2 separate regions of the Mus musculus genome follow, and region 1 is linked to region 2. The links are chromatin contacts, called in public HiChIP or PLAC-seq maps. All regions are on one chromosome and are shown on one strand. The core of a region is the stretch at or near the end of the contact, and the rest is flanking DNA. Distances in the headings are between cores, read along the strand shown. Region 1 holds the start of Ntrk2 (neurotrophic tyrosine kinase, receptor, type 2). Region 2 has its middle 4.4 kb from the start of Gm34058.

Region 1 (3,658 bases), core at 173-2,672, 120 kb before region 2:
TTAGAGTCCCACTCTTCACCAACTGACATCCGTAAGCCAGTGAAACAGACAGAGAAGTGACAGGTACCCCATCTCTCTGGTCTCTGACTTCTTGCCATGTGTGGGACAGCATCTGTCCCAAACATACACCTGCCTGATTCCTGAGGTGGGGACAGGAGAAAAAGTAAAAGGAACTCACATTTCCGTGATGTTCTCCGGGTCAACGCTGTTAGGTTCCAACCTCGGGAATGCCACGATGCCTGGAGAAGGCTCAGTACACCAAATCCTAGCGGAACTGCATTTGCAGGACGTCGGGCAGGCGAGAGAGGCCCTCCAGAAGCCCAAGACCAGCAGGCATAAGCCCCAGAGCCGCGCCATGGCGGGTCCATGCCACTTCAGCCAGGGCGACATCCCGAGCTGCCAGTGCCAGTCAGTCGGAGTGCGTGTCCCTACGCTGAGCCAGGCGTCCCCCGCCGGAGGGGGGAGGCCTTCCCTGCGCCCTCTTGCTGCTTGGTGCTGGTGGCCTCCCGCGGAGTGGAGCGTACCAGAGGCTGAGCCTGTCGGTGCTGGGGCTGAGCAGGTTGGCGCTGACCAAATGGTTCACAGTGGCTGGGACATCGCGGGCCGCTGCTCCGAGCCACAAGGCGGCTGCATAGTCCTATACGCCAGGCACCACTCGGTGGATCTCCCTGGACTCTTTGGGTCGCAGAACCGCTAAACCGGCACGAATATCGATATCGGTGCGCACCTCAGGGCTGAGGACAAACAGACATGGATGAGACTAATAGACCCCACACACCACCAACTGGGACACAGTCCCTCCGCGCTCTCCTCACCCTGAACCCCAAGCCTGGAGAATGAATGTCTGAGTGCCCAGCTCCCGCCCCGCCATCAACTTGCCCCTTAGTGCCCCCCCCCCGTGTGCCCGCCCTCCCTTCAAGCCTGAGGCCGAGGCATGAGAAGTCGGTAACGGGTCTTTGAGAGCAGATTCCATGGCATAGGCCAAGCCAAGGACCCTCCAAAGAGGCTGCGGCAGCGCTGGGGCCCCAATGATGCTGCAGAATCCTCCCCGGCCGCTGGGCGCGGGGGGAGAGGGGAGGTGGGCAGGTGGCGCGGCACATCCCACCTGGGGAGCAACTGCGGTAGCAGGACAGTGCCGGCCCAGGCCACCGAGGACTGTCCGCGCGGCTTCCCCGGCCTCCCGTAGCAAGCGCAGGGAGCAGAGCGCTGCAGAAGCAGCAACAGCAGCTGAAGCAGCGACTGGGCTCTAACCGGCGGCCGCCGCCGCCGCCGCCTCTGCTACTGCTGGCGAAGTGACGTGAGGGCTGACGCAGAGCAGGGGCAGAAACTCCAGAAAATTAGTATGAAATCCAAAAACACACACGCTCACACACGCGCGCGCGCACACACACGCACACACGCATAGCATAGCACCCTCCAGACAAAAGCAAGGCGGAGGGGAGGGAATCTGGGGGCGAGCGGGGAGGAGGAGGCTTGGTGCCAGCGGCCAGGCGCAGACAGCAGCATGTGGGAGTTCACACTCGCGCGCACGCACACACCTTGGCGGGGTAGCTGTGCGGGTGTGCATGTGTGCGCGTGTGCGTGTGTGTGCCCCCTTTAGACCCCGGTACATCTAAAATGCAGCGATGCTTCCTTGGTCCCTAATTCTTACATCTCTTCCACATCGCAGTACAGACTAGCTCCCCCTTTTTTAAATGGAAGCCCTGTTTGGTTAGGCTCTGAAAAAAATGCTCTGATTCGTATTGTAGGAATCCTCCCTTTTCCTTTTCCTTTCCCTCTCCCTCCCCGCCGCGTTCTTCTTTCTCACCATGCTCATAGGGGAAAGCAAGCTATTTCCAAAATATAGGGAAGACAAGCTACACCCCGTACAAAAATAAATATATAGCGCTGTACGTTAGTAACCAAGGACCATTGCCGGGTTCCGGACTACCTATTTAGGGGTGGATGGTTCCAAAGCTCTCCTGATGGGGTTTCTGCCAAGAGAGAAGTGTAGACAGCCTGCAGACACAAGTGTAGCTCTGATGGATCTTTCTCCTGCCGTTTGCGCCACAGAGAGAGCCCTGCGTGGGAAGGGAGCGCGCCGGCCGCGCTGTGGGTTCCCTAAATGCTTTGCACCGACCCTGGCCTGTGGAATGGATGGCTCCGCATCATCTTCTCTTATTCCTTAACCTGGCAGGATGCAGCCATTTGAGGATCACAGCTTCACTCCCCGCGACACCCACCCGCACGCGGAGCACCCAAGCCCCTGTCCCCTGCCCTGCCGTACCTTGCGCGTGTTCGTGTGCGCGCGTGCATGTGCGCCAACGTGTACCCTGCACCCGCGCTGCCCGAGGCAGGATGTGCTTCCAGCTACCGAGAGGCCGGGCTCCGGCAGCGCCCTAGAGTCTCAGTGGGGACACGTGAGATGATTCCGGAGGGTCGAGTGACAAACGTGCGGGTGCAGTTAAATGGTCGCTGCGGGCCATTCGCGAGCCTGATCTGAGCCTCCTCTCACCATTTGTAGCTGCGACCGCCCGCACATCCGCAGTCATTTAAAAGGGAATCTGGTAGATGCGCCGCAGTGCCTGACACTTTCGAGGGCTCTGGTGCCCCCGCGTGGGGAGAAGAAACCCAGCACGCTCCGGTACCTCGGGCCATTGCTACCACCGCATTAGGAACTGCGCTACCGGCGCACTGCAGCTCCAGATGCGCAACCGCCGCGCTGTGTGCACATTGCTACCCAGGCAGTGCGCCTCTCACCAGATCCCTACAATCTCCTGCCTCTGAAGTCCTCCACGCACCACAAGACAATGCGCTGGAGTCCAATTTAAGACATAAGAATAGTCATCCAACTGCCCGCAAAAGGCCAGAAATGAGAAGGATGATGTCAGGGGAAATGTTTGGGTCTTCGCACAGCCTTAAACATCACTAAGAAATAAAATCAATCTAGCAAGATTTTCACATAGATGTCATGCACCAGGGATAGAAATATAATCCTTACACATTTAAAACACCCGGCCGGCCGAGGCCTGGAGCAAAAACCAGCAGGTCACCTCACCCCCTTCCCTGAGCCCTGATACACCTTGGGGGCTTGGACCACCCAAGCTTCAGATAACTTCTCAGTTCTGCCTGCCACCTTTGCTGCTGTGGCAAGGCACAGAACCCCAAAGCTAAGACATCTTTGTCCAGGAGACACAGTTGTGCTGCCAATGTTCTTTTAGGGAGACTTTTCCAGACACATACACGTGCGTGCGCGCGCGCGTACACACACACACACACCTTATTGTGTATGTGTGTGGGTTACCAAATCAAGGGTATCAGAGGAAAGCTGATTTTCTCCTTCCATCACGCGTCCTGGGAGCAAGGTGAGATCAGACCAAGTGTCTACTCACTGAGCCATCTCTCCTTCCATTTGCCAGTGTCTTTTGTGGAAAAACCCCTAGGAACACTGAAGAGGAAGGGAGGAGTAATTACTGCCCCACTCCCGCCCCTGCGCACTCATGCGTGCCCCAGACTCATGCCTACTCTCACTCCATTTTTTCTCAGAAAATGTCCATTTCTATGATGGTGGCTACAGTATTGACGTGGCATCCAAGACTGGCAGAGTTTGTGTGGTTTATAGACAGGAAGAGTCTAATGAATGCTGGAATATTTGCAGGATTTGTAGAACGAGTACATG
Region 2 (3,368 bases), core at 639-3,138:
TCCTAATTAGAAATTGTTGGGGAATTTTCTACACATTAGAAATGTGCAAATCTTTGTCCCTGCCCCCAATCTACTAAATTATATATCATGAACTAATGTTGTCAGAGGGATGGAAGAGAAGAATAGCTAGAAAATAACTTAGGAGGCATGTTTGACAAGATTTGGTTTTGATGGTATGTTAGATGGGATAGTGATGTTAAAGGTGACCCCCTGGGTTTCTGAGTAACAATCACCAAAACTTCTCCAGAGGAAAAGCAGCCTTCATGATCCATTTCTGCCTCTGCCTACTTTGTCCATCCCTTATGCACACTGTTCACTGGAGTTCTTTATCTAAGCTGTGTCCCTTCTTTTTTAACACCTGACTCAGTGTCTTCATCTCCCATGCATATCCACAGGATGCTCAAGGACCCAAAGATATATTGAGCCCTGTTCATCATCTTTCTCTCAGAATCTCCCATACCTTGTTGAATCTCCCAGTTGGTAGAACAGGTGTGTTATCTACGTGACAGCTAACGAGAGAGACATGAAAGCCAGGAGTTAACCTCACCCTGAGCCCCATAAACAATCACTTGCCAACTCCTAATTTTTCCCTTCCTTAGATCTCCAACATTGCCCACCTCTGCTTTTCTGTGAACCCATTGTTTCCCTATTCGTTGAGATTTTCTCCTTGATTTCTCAACCCCACTGTTGATTAACCTTACCCAGCCCACTGAAGCCCTCTGCTAAGCTCCAGTACAATGGGATGGGATGTGTCCTGAGAAGTGCAGTATTACACAGCATCATCTAATGGGTATGCATTCACTAGCTGAGGTGGGTCAGTCTCTCCGTGCAGACTCCTGATGCAGTCATACATGCATGCAAGATGTTTCCAGCTACTGCTAGGCAGCACAGCGCCCTTTTGGTGTAAGGAGGAGGGCACTCTCACCAGCAATGAAGTGTGGTATAGTTGTGTACTGCATTGGTGAGTATTTGGGTACTGCACACAGCTCTAAGATCTACACATCCATACAACAGGAAGCACAATAGGTTGGCTCCCATAAGCATCACGACAGGCAAAGGCAGTGGTGTACTAAGAAGCTGTGATGTAACCAGCTGAAAATTTCTCAGCTCCATTAAAATCTGTCTTTAAATTACATTTATTTGTTGGGAGGTTTGTTGAGGTTGCCCGCTAGGGTCCTCATGGAAGTCAGAGGATGACCTGCAGCAGTCTCATCTCTCCTTCCACCATGTAGGCCTCAGGGATTGAATTCCAGTCATCAGACTTGCATTCAAGTGCCTTTACCTGCGAGCCATCTTAATGGTCAGCATTAGAATCTTATAGGACCAATGGAGTATATGTGGCCATCATTGGTAGAAGCCTTACTATGTGCTGAGAAGCTGTGGACCATAGAGAGATTTCTAGTTAGGATGTTCACACACTGAATGCTCTTCAGTGATCCTTCCCATGTCACTGCAGACCAAGGCTCCACCCTGCCGATCCAGTCTTGCCTCCTGTCACTCACTCAATGTCTTTTGCATTCTCATCCTCTGTTAACTTTGTCTCTCTCAGTACAAATGTGAGCCAGGACCCTGTATCACATTTAGTTCATTTAGCGGGAATTTGTCTAGACACATTGTGCTTCATTTTTGGGTCCCTAATGCTGAAAGAATAAACTGGTTCATCAGCAGAGATTTAAATGCCTCTTTATGTGCAGCATTCACGGCGCCCTGGGAAGCTTACAGAATGTGACAGATAAAGCAGCTTTAGTTTTGAAGGCCCAGAAGATAACTTCAACTTTATATTCCCTAAACTACCATCATTCTCTCTCTTGCAACCCAGGAGTAGAAAGGACCATCAACTGCTATATTGGGAGAACCATTTATCCATATGGCGCTAAGTGGTTCCTGCTAAAGAATTCAGAAATAGCTGTCATTATTGAGCACCTGCTGGCTCATTCATTCCCCATTTCTGCTTGCAGTGAGTGATTTCCTCTGGGCCTGACATGGCCATTGCCATCATGAAACAGAGGCTGCAATTGTGACCTGCAGAATAACCTTGACTCCGTAGTCATGGCAATGAAATAAGCAGAACAATTCAGGGAATGTTCATGGTTTATGGTCATGGTAACAGGACTATTCCTACTTTCCGTCAGAGAAAGAGAGGGGAGAGCCATGGGAGCCTAACCAGACATCCCAACCTTCCACTTGCTTCTCAGCTACACACAGTCTTGCAGGGCGAGTAGAGTGTGTGACTCAGAAAACTCATTGAGGACAGACTTCAACCATATACTTTTCATGAGGCTGTCGCCCAAGGTGAAATGATGCTTTTTGGTGGGTCCACCTCCTCCCAAGTCACCCATACTTGTTAGTAACCCCTCACTCATAAGCCTTAAATCAGCCAATTATAAACTCATTAGCTCAATCATCTCAGCTAGGGTGGAATGATTTCTTTGATCTGCCACCAGTGCGTTTTCTGTGGCTAGTGTTGTTCACATCTCCCCAGGAATACAACGGAATACTTCACTCCCATGTGAGGAATAAAGGTTGTGTCCACTGGATTTATAACCATTGCAAGCCATTGTGGAACCCATGGGTTCAATAAACATTATGAATCTACCTCGCAATTCCTGAAACGTGGGACTCGGGTAAATGTACATTGGGAAAGTAAATGAGCGGAGCAAATAACTGGGACGTGTAGAGCTGGTATCAAATGCCAGGGTGGCTGTACTTGGCTGCTGCTGCAGTCCCACAGAGGAGTATGCTGAGCTCATGAGAAGCCAGCCACCCTCTTCTTTGTCCAACTTTTCTGTCTTTCCTAGATGTAGTTTGAAAAGAAAGGGCAAGGAAAAAAATCTGACCCATGTCACAATAGTGGAAGGGAGAAATCAAAGCATATTTATAAAGCCACGTAAACATCCAGCCATTGCAGGATAATAATGCTTCCTATTACACTGTGGGTCCAGTTTGTGTCTCTCTGTGTGTGCTGAGAGCACTGTTTTAAGGCAAAGAAAGCTAAACAGTTGAAATACCCTGACTTCACATCGTGTTTACTACTCTGTCTGTGCACGGAGGGAATGTGAGCGATTCTTCTGCAGTTTCCAGAGGGTTATCGGCTCACACAGATCCGCACATGTCAGAGAGATTTACTCCTAACACCCCTTCTGGGGAAAATTACATTAACTAAATGAGGTGAATTAGGTCCAAGTTTAGACGTTACCTATTAAACAGAATCTATTACACTGTCAAAGACACTAAATTGTCTAATCCACCATTTTAAATGTGAGAAGTTGACACTGGTTGAGGAGTCAGGTGTCCTCTACATTCATCACCCCCATGACAAAGCTACGAAACTGTCAGAGCTATTAGCTACTTAATAGCTTCAAATGCTT

What was found. HiChIP or PLAC-seq counts read pairs in DNA pulled down with a chosen protein or histone mark.
Region 1: an H3K27ac HiChIP or PLAC-seq map of SST interneurons shows a contact between it and region 2, with 4 times the contacts expected there. The contact joins the promoter of Ntrk2 here to the enhancer-like site in region 2. A contact is called at or near these places in 6 of 39 promoter capture datasets (embryonic stem cells, hippocampal neurons, liver and 1 more), 3 of 484 Hi-C or Micro-C datasets (cerebral cortex, cortical neurons and liver) and 3 of 115 datasets of contacts at active chromatin or transcription factors (SST interneurons, VIP interneurons and embryonic stem cells).

Annotation. Positions count from the first base shown.
Region 1 is chr13:58,805,461-58,809,118 of GRCm38.p6, reverse strand. It overlaps Ntrk2 (neurotrophic tyrosine kinase, receptor, type 2), which reads right to left and starts at 1,422. Exons shown (of 18, transcript NM_001025074.2): 1 at 1,106-1,422; 2 at 179-734. The coding sequence starts at 390.
Region 2 is chr13:58,691,156-58,694,523 of GRCm38.p6, reverse strand. No RefSeq gene overlaps it. Among named protein-coding and RNA genes, the nearest start is that of Gm34058, 4.4 kb to the right of the region's middle. Within about 2 kb of position 1,888, at least 6 of the 459 cell types and tissues checked have an H3K27ac peak or open chromatin away from gene starts, as enhancers often do. A contact at or near this core is called in SST interneurons and VIP interneurons, where this site is marked.